Linked DNA regions of Zea mays: region 1 is linked to region 2. A link is a contact called in public Hi-C data. All regions are on one chromosome and are shown on one strand. Each heading gives the region's core, a stretch centred on a gene start, on an enhancer-like site or on the middle of the called end of the contact. The rest is flanking DNA. Distances are from core to core; before and after follow the strand shown. Region 1 holds the start of LOC100273546 (Pentatricopeptide repeat-containing protein mitochondrial). Region 2 holds the start of LOC100193485 (26S proteasome non-ATPase regulatory subunit 11-like protein).

Region 1 (5,883 bases), core at 384-2,883, 590 kb after region 2:
TTGTCATATATGTGTTTTTCTTTTTTGGCACATATATAAGATGCACTCGGCTTTATACCTTAAATCCGGGTGTGACAGCAACCAAATATGCTCTCAGGTAAAGTCAATGCACACAGTGGTTTAGGATAAAGCGATGCGGCTAACCAATCATATGGAATGTGACCAATGCGTGATACTATAAAAATAGCATTGCGATGACTGTTATGACTGTTGTACGCACTGTATTGTTTATAAACCATATCATGTCAGTTTATTATATCACTTGTCAAAGTCACCGGGTCGGGTCAAGTCGATGGTGGTGGTTGCGCCGAGTCCACGCATGACAGAATATCGCCCTGACGTCTACACCTCCCACGTGGTACGCTGATTACAGAAGGGTGGTGCGGTCTTCTTCTCTGTCGCTTGTCAAGTGTACAGGTACAACATTTGATTGTGTACGCACTACATGACAGTCCTAGCTCGTGGTTGTGATATGTGGCGTGCTAGTCGGCTAGGCCATATAGGCGCTAGCACGTCCTCGTATCTCGTCACTGCGGTCTATAGCGTCGAACCGCGACATCATAGACTTGGCGTCGAACAAAATGTGTAAAATGATATTAAGTTATCTAATGGTTAATTTTTTTTTCAAAAAAGGGGGCTAAATAGCCAAAAAATCGAATGTGGTAACATCTAGATCTGAGTGTCCAACGGCCACTTCACGGAGAAGCGACACATAGCGATCTGGTGATGCATGAACCCGGTCCAGTGCTCCCTTGATTTGGAAGCATCCAATCAGGATCTCGGAGGTCGCTCCCTGTACCTGGTTCGGTGGTGCACCGGACCCAGGGAACAATAGATTTTGAACAACTTTCTATGAAAAGGGCAACAATTATGAGGCCTTTTGGGGCTATCAAAGGACCCACACGACGCAGTCATTCAATACCCAAGCATAACAAGAGCTCTACTTCACTTCGAGACTCTGTCGCAACACATCCAAGTGATTCTAGTGAGATCCGAGCGCGGTTTTTGAGTCGTTCTGCAACTCGGTGAGTTTGCGCTCTTGTGATCTTGTTCTTGTATTGTGCGGATGGTTTTGGCTCTTGTATGTATACTTTCTTCCCTCTCTTGTGCTGTGATTCACATTGTAACTTTGATTCTCGTGTATGGTTGCAAGAGACTACAATTTGTAAAGATTCCTTGTGAAAGAGATATAAGTCATATAAGAAAGACATTTACAATTTTAATTCTTGATTCTAGTTTTTTATTTTAAATTGTCAAAACGATGTAAAAATAGTCAAAACACAATACATGATTTAGAGAAGGTCAGTATCAATTAGACTCTATAACTTAGGAGTATTTGTTAATTTAGAAAGTTAAAGAGACTAAAAATTAGTCTCTACAAACTAAACACCTTCTTGCCTATCAGTCAATACCGATTAATCTAGCAACCGAGTAAGGGCTTGTTCGGTTAGCTCTCAATCCATGTGGATTGAGTGGGATTGGATGGGTTTGAATCCCAAACAAGTCAAACTTCTTCTAATTTTTTTCAATCCCATCCAATCCATGTGTGTTGGGAATAACCGAACAAGCCCTAACTGTAATCGGAACAGTCCATACCGACGGCTCGCCCGCCCTTGTAAAAAAAATAAAAAATCGAACTGCTGAGGTCATCCAGTGCGTCCGAGCGAGCGGCTGACGCCGGCCGGCACTCGCTCCCGCCCATGGCCGCCGCGGCAGCTACCAAGGTCACCGCGGCGGCAGCAGCCTCCGCAGTGTTCCGTAGCAACAAGGAGCTCACCCGCCTCGCGCGGTCGGGCCAGCTGGCGGCGGCGCGCCGCCTCTTCGACGCCATGCCTCTCCGCAACACCGTCACCTACAACGCCATGCTCTCCGCGCTCGCGCGCCACGGGCGTATCGACGAGGCTCGGGCTCTCTTCGACGGGATGCCCGGCAGAAACACTGTCTCCTGGAACGCGATGATCGCGGCCCTCTCGGATCACGGCCGCGTCGCGGACGCCCGGAGCCTCTTCGACCGGATGCCTGTCCGGGACGAGTTCTCGTGGACGGTGATGGTCTCCTGCTACGCGCGCGGGGGGGATCTCGAGCTCGCCCGGGACGTGCTGGACCGAATGCCTGGTGACAAGTGCACGGCCTGCTACAACGCCATGATCTCCGGGTACGCCAAGAACGGCAGGTTCGACGATGCAATGAAGCTGCTGCGGGAGATGCCGGCTCCGGACCTTGTTTCATGGAATTCAGCACTAGCGGGGCTCACTCAGAGTGGGGAAATGGTGCGGGCAGTTCAATTCTTCGACGAAATGGTGAAGGACATGACGTCCTGGAATTTGATGCTGGCGGGTTTTGTGCGAACTGGAGATTTGAATGCGGCCTCTAGCTTCTTTGCAAAGATTGAATCACCTAATGTCATCTCTTGGGTGACCTTGCTCAATGGGTATTGCCGTGCGGGGAGGATTGCTGATGCTAGGGACCTGTTCGACAGAATGCCTGAGCGAAATGTTGTGGCTTGGAACGTGATGCTTGATGGGTATGTGCATCTCTCGCCCATAGAAGAGGCCTGTAAACTGTTCGATGAGATGCCAATTAAGAACTCAATCTCATGGACAACAATAATAAGCGGATTAGCACGAGCTGGGAAACTCCAGGAAGCGAAGGATCTTCTCGACAAGATGTCTTTCAACTGTGTGGCAGCAAAGACTGCGTTGATGCATGGTTATTTACAACGCAACATGGCTGATGATGCTCGTCGGATTTTTGATGGAATGGAGGTGCATGACACAGTGTGTTGGAATACCATGATCTCTGGTTATGTCCAATGTGGAATACTTGAAGAGGCAATGTTGTTATTCCAGCGAATGCCGAATAAGGATATGGTTTCCTGGAACACCATGATTGCTGGCTATGCTCAGGATGGCCAAATGCACAAGGCAATCGGTATTTTCAGGAGGATGAACAGGAGAAATACGGTATCTTGGAACTCAGTTATCTCTGGATTTGTTCAGAATGATCGCTTTGTTGATGCACTCCATCATTTCATGCTTATGAGAAGGGGCACAAATAGGGCTGACTGGTCTACCTATGCAAGCTGTCTCAGAGCATGTGCAAACCTGGCTGTTTTGCATGTTGGGAGGCAACTCCACAATCTTCTTGTTAGGAGTGGCCATATCAACGATTCATTTGCTGGAAATGCCTTGATTTCCACATATGCGAAGTGTGGAAGGATATTGGAAGCAAAGCAAATCTTTGATGAGATGGTATACAAGGATATTGTTTCATGGAATGCGTTGATTGATGGCTATGCTTCTAACGGTCAAGGGACTGAAGCAATCGCAGTCTTCAGGGAAATGGAAGCCAATGGTGTGAGACCTGATGAAGTCACATTTGTTGGTATCTTGTCAGCTTGCAGTCATGCCGGGTTGATTGATGAAGGATTGTTTTTTTTCTACTCAATGACAAAAGAGTACTTACTGAAGCCAGTCGCTGAGCACTATGCTTGCATGGTAGACTTGCTTGGAAGGGCTGGGAAACTGAACGAGGCATTTGAACTTGTGCAAGGAATGCAGATCCAACCAAATGCTGGCGTCTGGGGTGCATTGCTTGGAGCATGCCACATGCACAAGAACCATGAACTTGCACAGCTGGCAGCTGAGAGGTTGTCTGAATTGGAACCTCGCAAGGCCTCAAATTATGTGCTGCTGTCAAACATCAGTGCCGAAGCAGGTAAGTGGGACGAATCTGAAAAGGCTCGGGCTTCAATCAAAGAGAAGGGAGTAAATAAGCCACCAGGTTTAGCTGGATCAACATAGGTCTTATAGTCCAATGATTTGGCTCAGTGATGCCAGTGCAGGTTTTCACTCATAGTGCATTGGTACGAAATTTAGGGTTGTTGTCTGAATTTGTAGCACCCCGTCCAATTCCTAGACCGGCGGTACTCACTCCTGGCAGCTCTTTAGGATCATATATCGTCCCTACAGACCAACACGAGTTTTTTTGTGCGCATTTTGTCTTCACTCATACGCACCCGAGAAAACTTCTCGGTCGGTCACCCATCACAAATTGCTCCAAGCCAAGCACGCTTAACTTGGAGGTTCTTTCAAAATAGGCTTCCGAAAAAGAAGATGCACCTTATTATCTGATTACTCTATTAATTCTATTAAGACTTGGGCCAGGATATCGCATCCCAGGGGTCAGGATATCACAATCCACTCCCCTTAGAAGACTGACGTCCTTGTCGGTCAACCCCAATCCAGGAACCTCCCCTCTTAGCCACGTCTGTGTGTCTAGTGTCGTCATATGTCATGCCATGTGACCACTCCAGACTCATAAGCACCATGCGCCATATACCCGAACCCCCTAGCCCATGCACGCCCATGAAACCTCGAGGGTCGGATCTGATACCACTTGTAACACCCCGTCCAATCCCTGGACCGGTGGTACTTACTTCTGGCAGCTCTTTAGGATCATATATCGTTCCCACAGACCAACACGGGTCTTTTGTGTGCACTTTGTCGTCACTCATGCGCACCCGAGAAAACTTCCCAATCGGTCACCCATCCCAAATTGCTCCAATCCAAGCACGCTTAACTTGGAGGTTGTTTCGAGATAGGCTTTTGAAAAAGAAGACGCACCTTGTTGATATGATTACTCTATTAATTCTAATAAGACTTGGGCCAGGATATCCCATCCCAGGGGTCAGGATATCACAGAATCGGATCGCCTTTTAATCTGATGCCCTGCCAATGAGGAAATCATATAGCGTAGGTGAAGAGTGGACAATGGACACAGACACATAGCAGGTTTTTGTAGAACTTTAATGAAAAGGGAATTTTCTAACGTATAATGGCTATTATTCTTACTCTTTTCCACCTAGACTTTTGTGGTCTGGGTTACTTAAGATTGTGTTATTATTTTCCTTTTATTTGCTCATTTTTGTTTGTGAGCTGAATCATGTGATGTCTTCTGTTTTTTCTTTACTTTTGGTCCATGCTGGAAACTGAAACCCGTGGTGGGTTTATCTGGTCGAGATCCACATTTGTAACTGTATAAATGATTGTTTGTGGCTTCCATGATTCTACTCCCGTCTGAGCTCGTTGTTGGGAATGTTGAGCTTGTTGTTGGGGTTGACTCTATCCTCGCCTCCTGATTGGAGGCGCGATAATGTTAGATCATATCTAGTCGTTTACATATACCGTTACTCATACCCAAAATAGGTAAATGTTGGCACTATAGACGCTTTCAGTAGTTTATCCATAGTTTACCCAAAATGCACAGCGTCGCCCACATCTATTGTGTGTCGCCCTTATCATGAACATGTTGTGTCTACCGTCGTTCTCCTAGTTTCCATCCCCTTTCCTCCCCTCATTGAACCCTAGTTATGACGGCGGCGTTCGAGCTAGAGAACGCGGTCGCCTCCCCCTTTGTCCGGTTACAAGGACGAAGGTAGCAGGCAACAAGAGACGCCGCCGTTCGACTTCAACCCTTGCCACGAAAGGAGGCAACACCAGTCAAGATCCGTGAAGACCTAACGACATGCACAACATAAGTGATAGCAGCAGCACAAAGGTTGTGAAGTGCTGGCCGACGACGAGATCCCGTGCAAGGTGATTCCATCTGCCACCTCCCCGGATCCATATTGTACACCAATGATTTGCAGATTTTTTCCCCTATTCCATCTAGCGATCTGTTGTGTTTCTGCCTGCAACATGTTCTTGTGTTTGGATCTATATAAATCGTATGATATACACGACATCTATGCTTTGTTGCGCATAGATTCCTCATATCTGACCCACAATCATAAGATTAACCCTGAAGAGGAATTGTTTGGCCACGTCCCTAGTCCCCACCCATAAGAAATCTAGTGGAACCCATGCATGGGCTGAACCTGAA
Region 2 (5,844 bases), core at 2,353-4,852:
ACTTACTACTGCAAGCAAGATGAACACAAGAACATATTAGAAATAATGACCAGAGCTTGGTCAATAAGTGGGGAGTAGGAAATTAGTACTCAGTACAAAGTGCTGATGATTATGGAATCCATATGTATGTGCACCCTACTTTTTGGGGAAAATGAGTCATTTTAGTCATACTATATCACCTGTTTTTTCCCCTATATTTGATTTGCCCAAATCATCATGCTCTAGAGATGGAAGTGGAATGACAAAAATTCTACCCGCCCCAAAGCAAATAGGCAAAACTTGAACGGATCAAGTAACCATGAACCACAACATCTTGGTTGTTTTCATTGTCATGGCCACCAAGTCATCGAAAAGAAAGAAACTGACACGGAATAAATAAAGGAACATGCTTAGGAGGAATTAGCTAATAAGACTTCTGGACTCCATACACCATACCACACTGGGTAACATGGTTATTGAAGCGGTAAAACGTTAAAACGTTATGAACCACCTTTTTAACATTTAAACGTTGAAACGTCTTTTCAAACTTGGCATAGAACTTCAAATATAGAATAAGTTCATACATAAGTTGAGTACTTGAGTTCACAAACCAAATAGCAGAAAAGGAAACAGATCAAGTTCAACAACATAAGTTCAACCACACACGTTACAACTTGTATCTATGATCAGTGAATGTGAGCAAAATCAAAATAGAGCCTAAATAGAGAAGCTCACTGTCTGAATTTGAACTTGGGGTGCTTCAGTGTCACTGAAAACCTGAACCTGGGCTGGGCGCTGGCTGCTGGAAACCTAAACCTGGGATGGACGCTGGCTGCTGGAGGATGGTGGAGGGAGGAGGGGGGCAGAGGGGAGGAGAGGTGGGGCACTGGCTGTTAGAGGATTGTGGAGGGAGGATGTGGGTGGCGACGCTGGAGGAGAGGGAGTCAGGGCGGCGGTGCTGGTCCGCTGGAGGCCGACCGACGGCGGCGCTGGTCCGCTGGAGGGGGTAGAGCGGCGACGCTGGTGTAGATGAGGGCGGCGGCCGGCTGCGCGTCCACGCGCTGGAGAGGAGGGCGGCTGGCGCTCGCACGTAGGAGCTGGATGCTGGCGTTGACCGCCTGGATGACATAGGGTTTTCCATTTTTTTGGCCCAGGAAAGGCCCATGAACGAGTAGAACGTCCTAAACACATGTAAAACACCTTAAAACGCGCCGAGGACGCTTAAGCGACGTTTAAACACATTTAACGGACGTTCTACACCATTTTGTTAAAACACCCAGACGTTTCAACCCTAAATCACGTTTTGTCGTTTAAACGACGCTTAAACGATATTTAAGCGACATTTTAATAACAATGTTGGGTAATCGATCACCGGAATACTGACATATCAAATCCCATCCTCTCCTCACAGGTGCACCCATAAAAGGCACACTACCTAGTTATTCTGTTAAAACATTGCAGGCCACCATGACCAAGGGCAAGGTTTTCAAGTCGATAAGTCGAGTCGAGTCGACAAAGTACCGACTTGGTGATTAATCGATAAGTCAGTCGACTAGTCGTCGACTTGCCAATATAGTGGTTGTTTTGCCTATATAATGCCTTCATATAGATAATATAGCATTTATATATGAAGAAAGAGCATGTTTTACCTCATTTGAAGCCTGAAATTGAACGAAACTGAAATAAACAGCAAGTCTTACCTCATTTGAAGCCTCAAACTGAACCAAATCAGCCACATAAGTGATAAGTCATAACTCATAAGTCATAACAGCCATATAGTTCAAATTGGAAAACAGATAGCAAGAAAATATAGTTCAAACTTGAAAGGAAATAAGCTCTATTAGATAGCTAAGCTGCTGCTGCAGCTAGATAGATACTAGATAGTAGATACCCTAATATCTCCCAAATCAAGATCATCCATTGCATTTTCTCCTAAATCAAGATAATATGTTGTGTAATGGGCCTTTGGGCTGTTTGGGCTGAACTGGGGCATAAGTCGGCCGACTTGCCAGACCAAGTCGACGACTAGTCGACTGAGAATTTCCAGTCGTTGACAAATCAACCGACTTGCCAGAAAAGTCGAGCCGGCTCCCCAAGTCGAGCTCCCAGGACCGACTGGACGACTAGTCGCCGACTTGAAAACAGGGCTTCTTCGAAGCATTTGGTCACCAAACCATTCGGCTAACCGGGCTAGCCGACCGACTAGCCGGTAATCGGTCCCGGCCGGTTAGGCCGTACGACCGGTTTTAAAATTTGAATTTGTGAAACTTTGTAAAATTTGAAACATTTTGATGATAATTTTCTTATAAATACTATGGATTATTTTAAGACTTTCCACTGAAACCAAATTTAAAAACACGCTAACAAATTCAAACTAAAAATCAAACAAGTTTAAAAAAATACTTGTAATAATAGTTATTGTTGATATTTTCACCGATGTCGGATCGGATCGATCCAGTATGACAACACAGGGACAACATATATCATGGATTCAAGTGCAAGTACTACAAGAAACAGTGGAAGGGGTGTACGAATGGGAGGACACTGAGTACTACTAAATCTTGGTGGAGTCGTGGAGTACGACTTTTGTGTGGACCGGTCAGACTTAGACAGAGTACAAGGCACAATTGATGCGTGAGCAAGGTATTATGTTGCTATCAGCGGAGGTGTACAATATGGCACAAGCACAATATCAGTAGAATGCACCCCATGTGAATGATCTTCGAAGAGGAACAACTGTGAACTATGAATGGTGTATTTGTATCTTCGGTGTTGTTTGTGAACTATGAAACAATGTCATGTAATGTATTAGAACTGCTAAATGTTGTTATTGGACTTGTGATACTGTTTGAGGTCATCTTTTGTTCAAATTATGGGGCCTCAACGTGCTTTATTTGCAAAAGTACATATGGCTCGGTTTTTGTTTCTATGCTGCCGGTTTATCAGGCCAGGAGCTGATTAATCGGCCTTATCGGTCGATTTATCGGTTTCAAACCATTTCGAATTAAAAAAACTAGGCGATTTCGATTTCGGTCGGTTTTCACCGGTTTGTCGTGATAAATCGGTTATCGGTGGGCGCCGGTTTTCACCTTAGTAACCAGGTTCCCGGATCGATGTGACCGAGGAACGGGAACGTGGTATACGGTACGCTACTAAAACTAGGTTTTAACACTACGGGAACAAGATTGTTCCCACGTTCCCGGAACGAGGAACGTGGCCACGTTCCCAGTTCCCTGTTACTAAGGTTTTCACCCTTCAACCGGTTTGGTGAACCCTGACCATGACACTGAAATTGCAAGCAAGCCATACTGTTTGTCAAGCAAAACAGGATCACAACACCAGTAAACGCCTACAAAGTGGCGGATCCAGCAACCCTGGCATGTTCTTTCGTTTCTGGCAAACAGATTGACGTTATCAGGTATAAAACAAACATGCGAATTGGGTCAGATCCAGATGCGCACAGCTTAGGTTAGGGTTTGTCGGTGCTCGATTTTGCACAGCGGGCAGGGAGGAAATGGATCTGTAGGGAAGGGGCGTGTACCTGGAGGATAATCGTCGTGGCGAAGGGCACAATGAACACTGAACAGAGCGCCGCAACTCGACCAGCCGTCGTCGCCGGAAAAGAGAAGCCGAGTCAGGGAGAGACGTAGTCGGAAGGGCAAACAAGCGGTTTGTTTTCTTTTCTTGAGAAGAAAGAAGATCGATGAACAGGTTGGTGGGCCGACTTCGACTCCAGCAAGGCATGAAAAGATAGGCCAGCCCATACAGAAAGAACGGATCTATACTAGGAACAGAATGGGCCTATACACCAAGCCATGCATACTAATTTCATTTATATCTCGTGCCTTTGTCAAAACAGAAGAGGTATGATTTTTGTATAGGGTGTGCAGCAACAAAAATTTCATATATAATTCTGATGTATAAATAATTTTAGAGTACATTCAATAAAAAATTCTATAAATAGATATAAAGTTTAACATTTAACAATTAAGTACAAAAGTTGCATACATTAGAATATAAATAGTTTGAACATGTTATAAAATAGACACAAAGATCGCAAAATACTACTAATCTGTCATAGGCTTCCTCAACGAATGAAAATCTCAATTATGTCTTCTTTATCCACTTCAAAGAAAATATTCCTCAATATATGTAACAAAATTTTCAAGTTGCAAGTTAAGTTTTAGAATAATAAAGTTTAAAATGAAGATATTTTGAACCTCCTCACAAGATATTATGCTTAGACTAAATTTTGAAGCATATGATAACTTAGTAAGTACCAAAAAACTGCGAGGATCATATGGGTAGCCACCAGACTCTCCCGAAAGGTCCGAGGGGGCCTACGACTAGAGAATTGGAATCCTACCTTGGCAGAAAGACATCCCAAAATCCTTCATTTGGCCCGTCGAAATCTGAGGATGCGCAAAACAAAGAGGATGAAAAAATGATCACGATCTTGAGAGTTCGGAAGGGGAAAACTCGTACCACGAATCAATCATCCTCTATCTAATGGGACACAATACTGAGGGAGGTCCTGTTGGTCACTTGATTTTTATTGTTGTAAACCATAAAACAAGGTAACACAATTGTTAAGCGTTAAAGAACATTCGTCCTTCGAAGCATTATTCCCTCTCGGGCATAATGAATCTTAGACGAAGGTTATGAAGAACGAATCTTCATCATTCATAAATATGAATATTCATTTATAAGATGTAAAATCAAGTCACATATTTATTTCATAAAAAAGATATAGACACTTATCAAAAATTGTATTACATTGATACCTTTGGCTTGCTTGAACACAATGACGCGAGAGCAATTACAATCCAGCGCGAACAGTATGGGGGTACTGTTCACCTATTTATACACATGGGACGCAGCCCGGGTAAAAATACATTTGTGACCCTAACGTATATACATTATCCTAATGCAGAACACTAGGGATTAACATGTCTTTTCCTCTTCGGCTCAACATTATGGTTGACCTTCGTAACCACCATTAAACAGAAGTTGTCATCCTTCGGCACTTTTATACATGCTCGTTGTAGCTTCGGCGTTCAATCTTGTTGCTTATAGACAATTTCTCTGCTTAAGGACCTTCGACAGAGAAGGAGACCCCAACATTAGCCCCTTCGCGGTGCTAGATCATTTTTTCATAACGAGCTCGATCCACGAAAAACACGAAGGCTTCTAAATATCAAAGGTCCAAAAAACAGCTTACCTGAGCTTGTTATTAAAAATGAATAAAAATTTACGGCCTTTGTCGGTCCGCCGATCAGTCAATATGTGTGTTACAGCGGTTCGCCTTCGTCACCTGTAGGGCCATATAAACAGATGAGTTGGAGAGAAGTTACCACAACATTCATTGATATTGCACCGTTGTGCTGTTGAATTTTTTTACTGAAGCTGAAGCTCTCTTTTTCCCGTGCACATGCTGTGTAAGCTTCGGACAAACGTCAAATTAGCTGGATCTAGCTTCGGACATGTTGGGGCGAAGGCGAAGACGCTACCCTTCGCGTGAAGCCTTCGTCGCGTCGCTACACCAAAGAACGCGAGACGACTGGTGTGGTTGCCCTTCGTCCCCTCCATTGCAAGACGGAGGCCAGACCCCGACGAAGTCTGCTGGTCCCGCGCCCCTCATCTCGCCAGAGGCCCACGTGGAATTCGGGCCACTGTAACGGGCCCCGCGTGGACAGGCAGGTTACGGGCCTCATCTGTAATAGCTTTTCTGTAATGACGGTCTGTAAACCTCCTTTATGGGAATATTCTGGGGATAATACGGGTACCCGAGGACATAACCGTCCTTGTTTCTTGGGACGTTAGACACTCGGGTACCTATAAATACCCCCGTACAGTGCCCTTGAG

The links. Hi-C and Micro-C count contacts between places; a contact is called where the count stands out from the background.
Region 1: a contact with region 2 is called in a Hi-C map of ear, with 4 times the contacts expected there. The contact joins the promoter of LOC100273546 here to the promoter of LOC100193485 in region 2. A contact is called at or near these places in 2 of 25 Hi-C or Micro-C datasets (ear and endosperm).

The regions. Positions count from the first base shown.
Region 1 is chr3:122,982,287-122,988,169 of Zm-B73-REFERENCE-NAM-5.0, forward strand. LOC100273546 (Pentatricopeptide repeat-containing protein mitochondrial) reads left to right here and starts at 1,634. Exons shown (of 1, transcript NM_001147964.1): 1 at 1,634-3,992. The coding sequence starts at 1,701. The coding sequence ends at 3,803.
Region 2 is chr3:122,387,396-122,393,239 of Zm-B73-REFERENCE-NAM-5.0, forward strand. It overlaps LOC100193485 (26S proteasome non-ATPase regulatory subunit 11-like protein), which reads right to left and starts at 3,603. Exons shown (of 2, transcript NM_001138600.1): 1 at 3,521-3,603; 2 at 1-8.